Regions from separate parts of the Bicyclus anynana genome. Here region 2 is linked to region 1. The links are chromatin contacts, called in public Hi-C maps. All regions are on one chromosome and are shown on one strand. Each heading gives the region's core, a stretch centred on a gene start, on an enhancer-like site or on the middle of the called end of the contact. The rest is flanking DNA. Distances are from core to core; before and after follow the strand shown. Region 1 overlaps LOC112045111. Region 2 overlaps LOC112045111.

Region 1 (6,968 bases), core at 3,744-6,243:
CGAAAATTTCGTAAAAAATGATATAGATTTTGGTAAAGAAGATTCTTTGAATTTAGTTGAAGATGAATTTTTACCATCAATTCATGGTAGTATCTTAGAACCAGCAAGTTCCATCGGTGATACGACGGTTAATTTAGATATACCCTTGGACTGCAAGCACGGTAATCCTATAGTAACGAACAGAATAGAACAAACACCATCACCTGAAGATTTGCCACTCGACAGTTCTGATATTAATGGAGAAATTAGCACCTATTCTCAATTTTCTGCATCAACATTACATGACTCACAGACATACTCCGATAGTAAAAACGATAAATCCATGGAAACATCAAAGGTGTCTAATAGTTTTATAACGAGTATCACGAGCATTACAAGTCTTGATGGTTATCAAGGAGATGGTGAAATGTCAAGACCTGTAAGTAGAAGTGCAGATCATAATGTGGGACCCAGAGAAGATGCCATTGAAATGGATTGGCAGAATGTGCCGGTAACCAGAAGAATTGACCCTATGACCGATTCTGACTTCTTCACAGAAAGTGATGCGGATGGCTTAGATGAACATATGCAAAGAGGCGACAGAAAAGCACAAGTAATTGATGGTGCCCTTTATGGTGGTAAAAACGGGAATGGAAACGCTCCTCTAATTGTAAATAGAAGCGAAGATTCTTGCATGGAGTCCAGTGGAGTATATACAGATTTTGAAAACCACCGCTCATCGCCTGTTTTCTTAAACGTTATAAACGATATGTCTCCAACTTCTACGACATCTACACATTCAGAATGCAGTCAGAAAAGTTCTGGCAAAATCAATCTCTGTTTCACTCCTTTGGAAGACACCCAAGAGGAACAAAACTCTGATATATCGTCGCATGTCATTGACGAAGATGAGACTCCGAAGAACACAAGTAAAAGAAATTCTCTAAATAGTGTAAAAGATGCAAGATGTGTAGATAAAAATAAGGAAGAGAAACGAAGCTTTACGTTGAAAAAATATAAAATGCCTAAACGTGATGTACCTAGCAAGCTCAAGACCATGTTGGCAAACAGAAAGACTGATGCAGATAATAGCGTACAAAGTAGTCCTAAAATTGTGAAGAAAACAGAAAGGCGGGACAACTTTTTGAAAAAGAACTCTTTGGATATAAAAATTGATTATAAAACAAAATCATTTAAAGATATTAAATCAAAAGTGGATTGCTCGTTCACGTTGCAGCGTTCGCAGACATCGTGTAGCGTAACAAGAATGCTGAGCTCAAAGTCAACGAATACTAACATGAAACCAAAAAGGTAAAAACCAATAACTATACTACTTTTGTACTATCTTGAATAATTTAACATAGGGTGGCACTTTGCTGGACGTGCTTTTTGCATGCTCTTCGAAGTGTTGAGCTATGTTTAAAGGTCATGGTTTGCCAATAGGGATGATGACAGTTTTTTTTAAATTGTATTATAAGTTAAGCGTATGCTAATAGTAAAGCAATTTTGTAGAAGTGTATCTGCGGTCATTATTTTCGGAGGAACAAGAATTTTAAGTGACAATGTTGCGGCGCTGCCATGGATAGCTATGAAACGCATAAATGGCACGAAAGAATGACGACATTGCTGAGCGAAATCGTTAATTTTGTATGGACGTTCAAACGAAATTACAAATATCTTTGTCATTTGAGCGTTTATGTTTATACTTTATATCATTAAAATGGTCACATTTATAAATCTTATTTAATTTATAAATATATAGACAAACTTAGGTTTGTACGTATTATATAGTTAACATTAACCTTAATTACCCGATTGTCTCATTTAAATCAATATATTGAAACCTTGTCATCATCCCTATTACCAGGACTTCGTGATTTTTCCGTCAATTAATTATTATAATTAAAGATAAGCCATTTTTTATTTCAATATGTATGTCATAAATGAGCCTTATATTTGCAGTCGCCATATGCGCATGCGGATGGACCTGGGCTCTGCCAACGGCAGTGGCAAAAGCAGTTTGCACAGTTCTCAAAGTGACATCAGCGCTTCCAGCACTCCTCTTGGGAAACATACATCCAGTCGCTTCCCTTTACTCAGTGAGTTTTAGTTTTAATGTTATATTTTTGTCTATGAACGAGATAGGGTCTACGTCTGGCTGGACTACTATTTCACTTGATGTTACTTGAAGTTGTAGTCTTGGGTATATCACGCAGAGGCATAGCTACCGCCGTATCAGCCGTATCAATGTTACGGGGCCTACAGGGGCCAAAAATATTTGTAAAATGTAATAAGTACAGAGAGATTGTGAGTTTGAGATTGGGTGAGAACTTAATCTGGTTCTTTTTGGAAACAAAATATATACCTAATATAAAACTGCCTATAGACTTTCACTTCAGAAATGACAAAAGTAAAAAATATAAGTTTTTCCGGGTAAAGGGTGCGCCCAAAAGTTGGAAACATCCTGCATATGTTAAATCACTGTTTTATTTATCCTGAACCAAAGCCACCAAGCCCAAGCTATCTCAATTATATATTTTAATTATTTACGTTGGTATGAGCAAAAAGCTTTAGTTTCTCTTAACATAGGTATAATTACCTAGTCCATAATAACTATATGCATAAGGAAATATAGTATTAAATTACATAGGTAGGACGGAAGGTACTACGTGGATATAGGTTTCGTAGAATAATTACAGGTATTAGAATGACTTTACGTTTGAGCTTTTATGTTTACAGCAGTTAGAATGTGAAACTATATTAAGTAACAACATTCGACCTTAATAATATAATAATATTTTTTATTAAAAGGGAAAAAAAACTCAATACAAAATAGGTATGCTTAGTTTAAACTTAGGTCTATAGCAGTTAAACAACTCGTAATATGCACGAAGTCAAATCTTAAGCCTATAAAACTACGTCTAACTGGAATGGTTAATAAACCCAATTCCACATGTCAAACAGGTCACAAGGATCATAAATCATTTTCTGTTCATGTCTTGGTAAATAGATATTAATAAATAAATAAAATAATAGATAAATTGGATTGTGCATATCTTCTTTAGCTACTTTAGCTGTGTTTTTAAATCGTCTTAATTTAAGTATTTTTATTTAACAAAAAAAAACTTAACAAATGAATGTATATGTATATTAGATTTAATCATTATAATCGTATCGTATATTTATTTTAATTGAGTTTGCATGCTTCAGAAAATTTGTCTAACGCCTATTAAAATCCGATAGCAATTGCTCTAGGGACAAACATCGTTACCTGGTAGTTTTAAGTTCTCATTCTACATCACTATTACGCGTATAGTTCTTCATTATTTTTCAATAACTCATTGTTGGTGGCATATCTCTTACATAATATTATTTAAATCGAGTTGGCAAGTTTCATAATATTCGCTGACTCTAACGCCTGGTAAAAAGATAATAGCAAATACTCTAAGGATAAATCTTGCTAGTTGTATTTGTATTAGATTCGAATACATAACCAGTGTGGTTCTTCATCATTTTGAAATATTTAATTATTTGTTGATGGCATATAAATATCTATATATTTTACATATTATTTAAATTGATTTGGCAATCATTAAAATATTCTGTCTCTGTAACGCCTTGTAAAAGACAATAGTAAAGCTGTGAAGATAAACTTTGCTATCTATATTATCAATTTCAACTAGGTACGTAACCACTATGATTCCTATTTCGTTTAATTAAGTTTATTTGTGTTTTTTTAATGAAAGGTATTATGAAATTGAATTCTTAAGCCCCGCTTTAGAAATTTTGGCTACATCCATAATATAGAATAAGGACCAATAAATAATTTAAGGCATTTATCGTTACCTACATAAAAATACTACATAAAAATACATAATGTGGTTCTCGTTCCCGCGGGAATACGTGGCTTTCTACTAATAAAAGAATTTTCAAAATCGGTTCAGTTATAATTTCTTTATAATATTAGTATAGATAACTGTACGATTTAGCCCCAGATTTTTTAATTAATTAATTATAGTAGATTAGGCTACTAGAATGAAGTAGGAATGTCTCTGATAATTTTTTGCATTTCAACTAATCATTAAAACGAAAATCTAATATAATTACTAACTAATTTATAAAAACAGACAAAATTCAATCCAATATGTAATAATACAAAAATAATATGGTATTCTGTTTTATTTTTTAAACTGGCACAAAAGAAATTAACCCCTACTTAACACCATACGAGGTGAAAATTTTAAACTATTTAAAATATTTATTCGACCATCAATAACCTATACCGTTTGTCAAAAATATAACTTGTACTCGGCTGATTTATATTTTTAGGCAAATTTTTAACCCCTAAAGAGTTGAGAGGCCCCTAATGGCGGAAAATCAAAAATTTATATTTATCTCAGAATTTTAAGAGTAAGCAACATGAAAAATTAAGTCCGCGGGAATAAAAACAAAATTATAATGTATGTACTCGTATCAGCTATCTGCTTGTATCTGATAGTATAAATATCCCGTCAAAATCAGTTCAACTATTAAGAGATTAGACAGAACAAACCGACAGACAAAAATTAATAAACTAGAATTCTGGGAGAGTCTAAAAGCTATTCCAAAAATTGTCAGTCTACGCGTCTGAAATGAAAACTTCTAGGTATTACAATAATTAATTATGATGTATCTGAGCGTTATGGTGTGTTGTTTTTCCTCATTCTAGGTTTTAAGGAAAACTGCGACAGGCACTTTCGCCTATCAAATAAGTTTTCCTTAAAACCTATATTTACGCGGACAGAGTCGCGACGAATACAGTAAAACACTTTGCGTAGGTATAAAGTACTACAGAAGTGTATTCAAATGCAGTTGCATTGCAAAATTGATCTGTCGATGCACACTGTTGTTTTCCTAATCAGCTGCGTGTATAAATCAATGCAAAAGGTCGTCGGAGTGACACGAGGAGGACCGCATGGCAACTGGCATTTCCTCCTGTCGGCTGTTGTTACTGTAGTCGAACTAGTCGAGTAGTCGAGTCGGAACGTTAACGTTGCCAGTCGCCGGTGAGACGCGAGCCGGCGCGCGCCGTATGCGCTAGACTGTCGCGCGTGACGTCACAACACGAAAAATCAATGGTTCCCCTCCGTCCCTAAGGTTAACCGCATACCGCATTTTTATCAAAGGAAAATGTGACCTATGCCAGTGAAGTGCTAAAAACTACAGTTCAATACATGACGAGATACGAACGCTGCACGAATGTGAACGGTTTACTTTCATGTATCTACGTACCTACCTGTTTTTGTGTGGTGTCATAATTTTAGTTTTTATTTTTTTTTAAACCGTAAAGTTTTTCTATCCCTCTAATTTACTTTTCTATAATTTTAAATTAAATTAAACTGCATTGCAACTGACGTGACTTAATTTGTCATGTAAGCAAATTATGCTCGCGACGGTTACCTTTTAATGAATTCCAGCCGTTGTAAAAATAGACAGACATGACCGTTACGTAAAAATTGTCAGCACAGTGGTTAAATTAAATTAGTGACTAACAAGAAGTAAACAGTTAAATGCATATACTACTTACTTATAAAGAGTTAAAGAAACGAGACGAAAGATATTTTGCATCGAAAATCCTTCATTACTATTAAAACAGCTGGATCAACATATTTTGAAATGCGTTCGTTAATTTTCGTATACCTTGTTTAACCAAACCTATTGTATTTATCTGATATCTATACTAATATTACAAACCGAAGAGTTTGTTTGTTGCTTGAATCTCAGAAACTACTGGTCCGATTTGAAAAATTCTTTCAGTGTTAGATAGCCCATTTGTCGAGGAAGGCTATAGGCTATATAATATCCCCGTATTTTTATGTGAACGAGAACCAAGCGGGTGAAACCGCGCGGCGTCAGCTAGTCTATTATAATCAGTTGCCAAGTTAGTCCTTACGACTTTATTTATTTTTGTTGTTTATTTTGAGTAGGAATTATCTATATATGTATAACTCCCTATAACTTGTGGCTGATCTTATAAAATCTCTTGTATTTATCTTACCACAAATCGAATCGGCATAAGAAATCGAATGAGAGGAATCAATGACTTTTTCAAACAAATCTATACAAAAGGCGAGTCAACACAATAGAACAATAACCTATAAGAAAGTTATATTACTCAACTACTGGCAAACTTGAATAACACGTTAAAAATATACATTTTACATTTGATTAGATCTAAACATATCAAAACAATTCTTGTTTTTGATAGCTTACCTACCAAAGCCCTTTGATGCCAACCAAATCCACCTTATCACCATCTTATTAAAATTAGATTTAGCAATTACTTTAACATAATCATTAGAATAATGAGCGTCAACTCGCCAACAAACTGCCTTTACAGTTTGGCGAGAGTATAGATTTGTTCAATAATTGTTAAGTGTTACCAATAAAATAAAAAAAAAAATAAAAGTCCAAGAACTGATTTGATATGTTTATACCATACCAATAACTTGATTATCAACGAACGGTTACGTCGGAATCAAACTGTAATCAAAGTTCTATGCCTACCTTTCACTACATGACTGACCATGTAGTTCAACACGCAAAAAGTAATTGTGAGATCTAGAGAGAGGTTATAGAACATTGTATTTGTAGGCAGTTTGTAGGCCTTCAATATTTAATAGCGTGACATTAAATTTAACAGAACAACACTTTATTAATAACTCTCTGAGAGTTGACCAATTCTTACCAAAAATTCAACACTTAGAGATAAGTAAAGTTGAGGTAGATAGTAGATGTAATTTAGTTGATCTGCTCTTAAAGGAGTGTAACAGTAGATTATCAATTTGTCTGTGTCATACCAACTCTTATCTAAGTGTAATTGAGATAAAAGATCAACGTCTGACAACACCATTTTGTCGAAAACACACATGCCTGTCATCATTTACTTAGCATTCATTTTGTAATATTCGAAAATGGTAGTAAAGTTAAAAGTTCAGTTACTAAACAAA
Region 2 (6,597 bases), core at 3,809-6,308, 38 kb after region 1:
TACTAGATACAATCTAATGTACGATATAAAGTATATACAATTATATATTATCATATACAATATAAGGACCTTTACCAGCAAATTCACATATGCATCAAGATATTATTAATATTGAAATTATTTTAACTAATCAAACCTTACTCTTTTTTAGGGAACTTAACTTTACTTGTTTACATTTTTACCGAAACTTGCAAAATAATAGTGGTTTTTCACATTTATAGCTATTTAAGTGTTAATAGCTATTTACACTATAATAAAACATTATCATTTTTTAAAATTTTTGTCTGTCTTTCTATTTGTCCGAGCCCATCTCTGAGACGGCTAAACCGATTTCATTGGACTTTCACTGAAAGATAGAGAGGGTTACGGAGCAACATAAACGCTTCTTTTTCATAAATAATCGCAAAACATAATTATTAGAGTTAGGTAATTTTGGAATTGTCAATTAATTATGTCGTTTATTGTAAAAGTGGTGCAACTCTGATTATTTATTTTTCAATATTTTTGTTGTTTAAAATGTAATTAAGTTTTAAAGTGAATCAACTATACTCGTACGTGCTATGCGAACATTATTGACTACTGGTTTTCATGGGAATTAAAATATCGTCGTCATCAACCCATATTCGGCTCACTGCTGAGCTCGAGTCTCCTCTCAGAAAGAGAGGGGTTAGGCCAATAGTCCACCACGCTGGCCCAATGCGGATTGGCAGACTTCACACACGCAGAGAATTGAGATAATTCTCTGGTATGCAGGTTTCCTCACGATGTTTTCCTTCACCGATTGAGACACGTGATATTTAATTTCTTAAAATGCACACAACTGAAAAGTTGGAGGTGCATGCCCCGGACCGGATTCGAACCCACACCCTCCGGAATCGGAGGCAGAGGTCATATCCACTGGGCTATCACAGCTCATCCACTGGGCTATCAATTAAAATATGCAAAATTATAATTCGCAAAAATGAAATACAAATTATAATAATTCACTTTCACAAACAATGACATAAAGATAAGTAGTAGAATTTGGCATCGAGCCTTAATATCCCATAAAGATATTCATCAAACATAACTTACACTATAGAACTTATAAAGTAAACAATAATTCATGAAGAACAAAGAATGTGTCTAGACAAGACTCCAGCTGAAGGTCGGGAGGAAAAATAAATTGTATTTTAAGTATGCAATAAATATCTTTGTGATACACTACTTACTCTAGCTAAACTTTTGTTCTGTAATAAATAAGAACAGACTTACGCCTTATTATATCTACTGTGCTTACGCTAAAGCGCTTGGAAAAGAAAAATGGATTACAATGAATTACTATATTTGTAATTTTTACTTTCGTTAAGGTAACATGAGATGGAATATGTGTAATTAAATTGAAAACAGATAAATAATAATCAAAAAATAAAAATGTTTTGTTTTAATATAATTTTGTAGTATCGGCTTCTGGGTTTGCGGCTAGTTGCCTTGACACCCTACCGGAAAAAACACACCATAATGCCTAGTTCGGACTACTTTAGTATTTTAGTCGATTACGAACAATTTTTGGATTTACCGCCCAAAAATCGTTCGTACTCGTAAAATACTAAAGTCACTAAAGTAGTCCGAACTAGGCCTAAGCGATAATTAGTACGCCGCTAAAATAGTTACTGTAGCTCAAGAAGTCGGTTTGATTTTGAATGAATTACTAGTAAATTATCAGTTCACGAAAATCACAATGTGTCAACTGAGCAATATCCACGCCACTACCTACTATATGATGTCCAGTTGTCTACTAGGGATTGTCTAGGGAGTGTAGCCTACGGATGTCATTTTTTACCAATAATCATCATCAATATTTACTTATACTAATATTATAAAGAGGTTAAACGAGGTTTAATATTAAAAAGAGGTTAGAAAACTAATGTTGAACAAAGATTATGATTCACAACATTTGTCAGGACTACTTAATTAACAAATCAAACTGTAACCAAAATAAGACCCTAGAATGGCAGAGAATGACCTTGAGTGAAGTCACGCACTTGTGAACGTTGTGTGTAGGGTTAAAGGAGCCTTTGACTGTTAACAAACACTCCCCTTTTCCACTCAAGTCACTCTCACCGCCTATCCCAAGTAACCCATAAAGAATTACACAACAAGAGATGTGGACGGCTCGAACGCCACGAGCACACTGTGAAGCCGTCCGTACCGCAAGTCGTTATAACGCGGCGAAAACATTAATTACCACTAGAAAGCCACGTTATTTTTGAGTGTTGAGGCTTTATTGTATCCCCGTGTTGAGGCGTTATTTGAGTGTTGAGGCTTTATTGTATCCCCGAGGTTTTATTTGCTCACTGGAACGGGATATACGTGGTTGATACCGCGGAGAGTCAGCCTGTACCTATCCACTAAAGTTACATAAAGCTAGTGAATAGACCGTCTGATGCTATTATACTTACGCCACTGAAAAATTAACTATATTTTCTTAATATTATCCGAACTGAAAGTGTAATGTCTGAGTCATCATTATTCACGGTTATAATATTTCTGTTCCAGGAAATGGGAAGAAGCGGGAGAGCGCCCCGACGCCCACCACCCCCAGCCGCCCGCCCCCGGCGCCGCAACCCCCGCCCGCGACCGGTGAGTCATACCCCGTTTATTATAAGGGTTGCTGTACTTGTAATAGATACCTAACTATATGTTTTTTACGGTTAGGCTCCGAAACTACTGAATTGATTATAAAAACTCTTTCACCAAAGGAAAGTCGCATTATAATTCACTAGCTGACGCCACACGGTTCCACCTGCGTGGTTCCTGTTCCCGTATAGCCTTCCTCGATACATGGGATTAGCGCGTTCAATCTTTCGGTGTTAGATAGCCCATTTATCGAGGAAGGAATTTCCCCATTGCCTAAAACGGGGTTCAGTCACTTGTTCAATTAAATACAATATTATTCGTTATTCACTGCAGGTGTTAATAATAAATAGGGTAAATGACATGGTAGGTAAATGAAACTTCACAACTATTTTTATATACGAGTACCTAATAAATTAAGGGCCCCACTCGAATGGGGAAGTTTTACATTTGAATCGACCTATCATTAGGTACTTATTACAACGCAAAACACCTTTTATTATTCAAGTCACGTTGTGCAATTTAGCTGTTCGTATTAAACCGTGTAAGTACGTATTACGTATCTACTACAAACAATAGCTCGTGCAGAGGTTGTCCTTTCAAAGTGTGTCAACAAACTAGTTCGATTAGTTTCATTGGTGAAATGCAAATGTAAGAACTTAAGAGTGTGCATAGTAATGTGGGAACTACCTATCTACTTGCAGCGACATATACTGTATACCACAGTCCACAGAACATTAAGCACTTAAGCTGCGCTTAAGATATAGACTGCATTTACGTTTCATAATAAAACGGCGCACAAAATGCTGAGCGGGGACAAAATATTTGACATGTTTTCATTTATTAAAAAGCCGAGCGTATGACAGTGATCATCAGCAGGGTTATTATGTATCTCGGTGTACCATTCAAATAATGAGTTACTACAACGTTTTCAACATATTTTCGATTATGCAATCATCTAACATCGTATTTTGAATGAAATCAAATAAGTATCTTCATTTTACGTAAAGTGGCAGTAATATAGGAAGTGGTAAGATTATTTCAACAAAAAACCCTTATTTACGTAATTTCGTTGAAATAATCATGTTAGATGACTGTAAAACAAAAAAAAATCATTACCATTTGATGTAAAATGACGTAGTCAAGGTCAATTTCTTTGAAATAACTATGGTTCACAATCACAATTCCGAAAATACGATGAGAAACGATGTAGTGACTTATTACTTGAATGGTACACCGAGTTACATAATAACCCTGCTAGTCCATAGACAGTAGACTCTGCCGTAGACGTACAATGTAGGTATTTCGTTGCCTAGGTAGTCCGTGGTCGATGCCTACTTGTAAGTTGTAAGTAACATTAAACGAGAATTCAGAGTTTTAACTTGGCAAGAGTTAGAGTAGATACAACAAAAAATTATACCTAATAAAAAATTCAACCGTCTTCCAACACAATAAAATAACCTACACACTAAACTAAAAAGCGATAAATAACATCGTATCTATGTGTTACCTTCTGATCAGTTTGAATGCGGTGGCAATTCAGTGTCGTGTTTTATTTAAAGCCGTTTAAATTACAAAATTGCTGTGGTTCTTTCAGAAACGGCTTTAATTAAAACATGGCACTGGATTGGCACCGCCTTAACCTAAATATATGTCAGTAAATTAATTTATTTGTGCAAGCACTTAAATAAGTATTATTAAATAGTTAAAAGAAGGAAAATTTTAATCAAGTAACTAACGATTATATGAAATTTTCAGTCAAGAAAAATGGCGTGGTCCAAAAGCTGTCATCGTCACCAGTGGCAGTGCGTGCGCGCAACTCGCTCGCCCCGCCACCTTCTCCTAGAAAACCACCTCCTCTCAGAGTGCCAGCACAGAGACCCAACACCCTTGCTACCACTAAAGGTCAGTTGATAAAGTCCAGTAACACCTATCGCCAAGACATGCGACCAAGCGACGAATATCCTGAAGAGCAATAGACAAAAGTCAACCGAACGAAGATGGGACTGGTACTACCACAGAATATAGAAAACGCTAAAGCTAAGGGCTTCTATGCCGCCCTTGGTAGACATTTTGTCTATTTCTGTGCACGAGATACTACATCTTTGGTCGCATGTTAGCACCATAGCACTCCTTTCAAACCATAATAAATAAAAGAATTTGTTTACATTTTGTATTATGTAGAAAGTTATTGCAGGGGACATTCAACGTGACATATCTATCCATTATAATGATGATTGTTAGTTCTATTCGGTGCTATTATAGATTTCTCATGTATGTAGATTGTAGCAGTGAATTGAAACAAATAATACATTGTAATCTTTGAATTGAAAATTGATTCATTGCGACTGTGAAAAAAAATTGTACTAGTAATGCCATCTAGCGGTATAAGTAAACAGTACAATGCTGCCTCATAGCGTTTCCGGCGTAGTTAAACCAACGGTCGTTAGATGGCGCTGAATGGATTAAGTTCAGTGCGGAACTGTGGAGTGGACAGTGGACTACAATTTATAAGTTGATAGTTTTCGTTTTAACAAGATGTAGTTTTTTTTTTGTTTATAATATAATATTATTTATAATCTGTTCAGTAGCTATTAATTAAGATTCCTATAACATTGGCAACTGAGTTGCAACAAATAACACTACATTGTAGCTAATTTGATAGTTAATAGAAATTGAGCGGATGCATCGCTCTTTCCTACGTGACTGCAATACGCATTGCGGTCTGCAGTAAATATAGGCAATGTTTAAAAAAAAATTGGTGTAAGTTTAAACTAAAAGAAATAATATTATGTGCATTAAATGAGTATATTGTAGATTTAAATATACTACATTTTGAAAAGTTCTAAGGTACTACTCATCTATAACGCGTTATACTCATCTATAACGCTTTTTTCAAGCATCAATGAATGTTTGTCCACTACTTTGTTTTATTAATATCATCATTAACAAACCATATTCGGCTCACTATTGAGCACGAGTCTCCTCTCAGAATGGATTAGGCATTAGTCAAGCACACTGGTCCAATGCGGATTGGCAAACTTCACACTCGTAGAGAATTAAGAAAATTCTCAGTTATGCAGGTTTCCTCACGATGTGTTTCCTTCACCGTTTGAGACACGTGATATTTAAATTCTTAAAATGCATATAACTGAAAAGTTGGAGGTCTCATAGTATACAAACACAATATTATACTGTTCTTGCTTGTTTGGAGCTTCATTAGTAGGCATCAAACGAAGCGGAAGTTAATGGGTATTTTACCTTCTGATTTGAAACCTCATGCTTCGTTTATCCTTTACAAAGTACTCGCGTTACCGGTCACGCCCTACTTCCTTTAACATAGATTTCCACTTGAAATCGATCTTGTCATGTTTGCTTTACAAGTAAAATATAATACTTATAAAAATAATTATAAGCACTAACCGGTTGTTGGAATGACTGTCAAGGTTTGTTATAAGGTATCTAGGATCCATTAATTTGTTATTATTACCTGTTGACCTTTTCAAATAATCACACTTTACGTCACATCACATCACACTAATATTATAAAGGCGAAAGTTTGTGTGTGTGTGTGTGTAAGTATGTTTGTTCCTCCTATACACTGTGGCTGCTAAACCAATTTGCACACATGCAATAATAAATCTGTTGTAGCCACTAATATTCAGTTAAAAATAAAGATTCAAAATGTCAATTTAGTTGGGCAGGTTAGGTACCTACCTATTTCAGGAATAGCTAAGTTGGAGAGAAAAAGGGAACCAATCTATAAAACATACTCTCGTAACTAAAGTTCTACCTGCTTCTTACGACAGTTACGGATTTAGACCAACTGCAGTTTTAAAATAAAGTATGTAGGTTCTTAAAAATATAGAACTTTATTTTTCGCGAATAAAAATATAAGCATTTTCCATACATTTTTACCAGCAACTTTGTGACTACAAAGAGTAGATACAAGTTTTATACCAATTTACAAACCTCGATAAA

Evidence for each region. A called contact is a pair of places that touch in the nucleus more often than the background predicts.
Region 2: a contact with region 1 is called in a Hi-C map of whole body, with 2.5 times the contacts expected there. The contact joins two enhancer-like sites. A contact is called at or near these places in 2 of 2 Hi-C or Micro-C datasets (whole body and whole larva).

The regions. Positions count from the first base shown.
Region 1 is chr9:8,596,463-8,603,430 of ilBicAnyn1.1, forward strand. It overlaps LOC112045111, which reads left to right. Exons shown (of 12, transcript XM_024081192.2): 2 at 1-1,290; 3 at 1,942-2,078. Among protein-coding and RNA genes, the nearest start is that of LOC112045111, 26 kb to the left of the region's middle. Within about 2 kb of position 4,994, at least 8 of the 8 cell types and tissues checked have open chromatin away from gene starts, as enhancers often do.
Region 2 is chr9:8,634,298-8,640,894 of ilBicAnyn1.1, forward strand. It overlaps LOC112045111, which reads left to right. Exons shown (of 12, transcript XM_024081192.2): 4 at 2,539-2,622; 5 at 4,375-4,521. Among protein-coding and RNA genes, the nearest start is that of LOC128198373, 34 kb to the right of the region's middle. Within about 2 kb of position 5,059, at least 8 of the 8 cell types and tissues checked have open chromatin away from gene starts, as enhancers often do.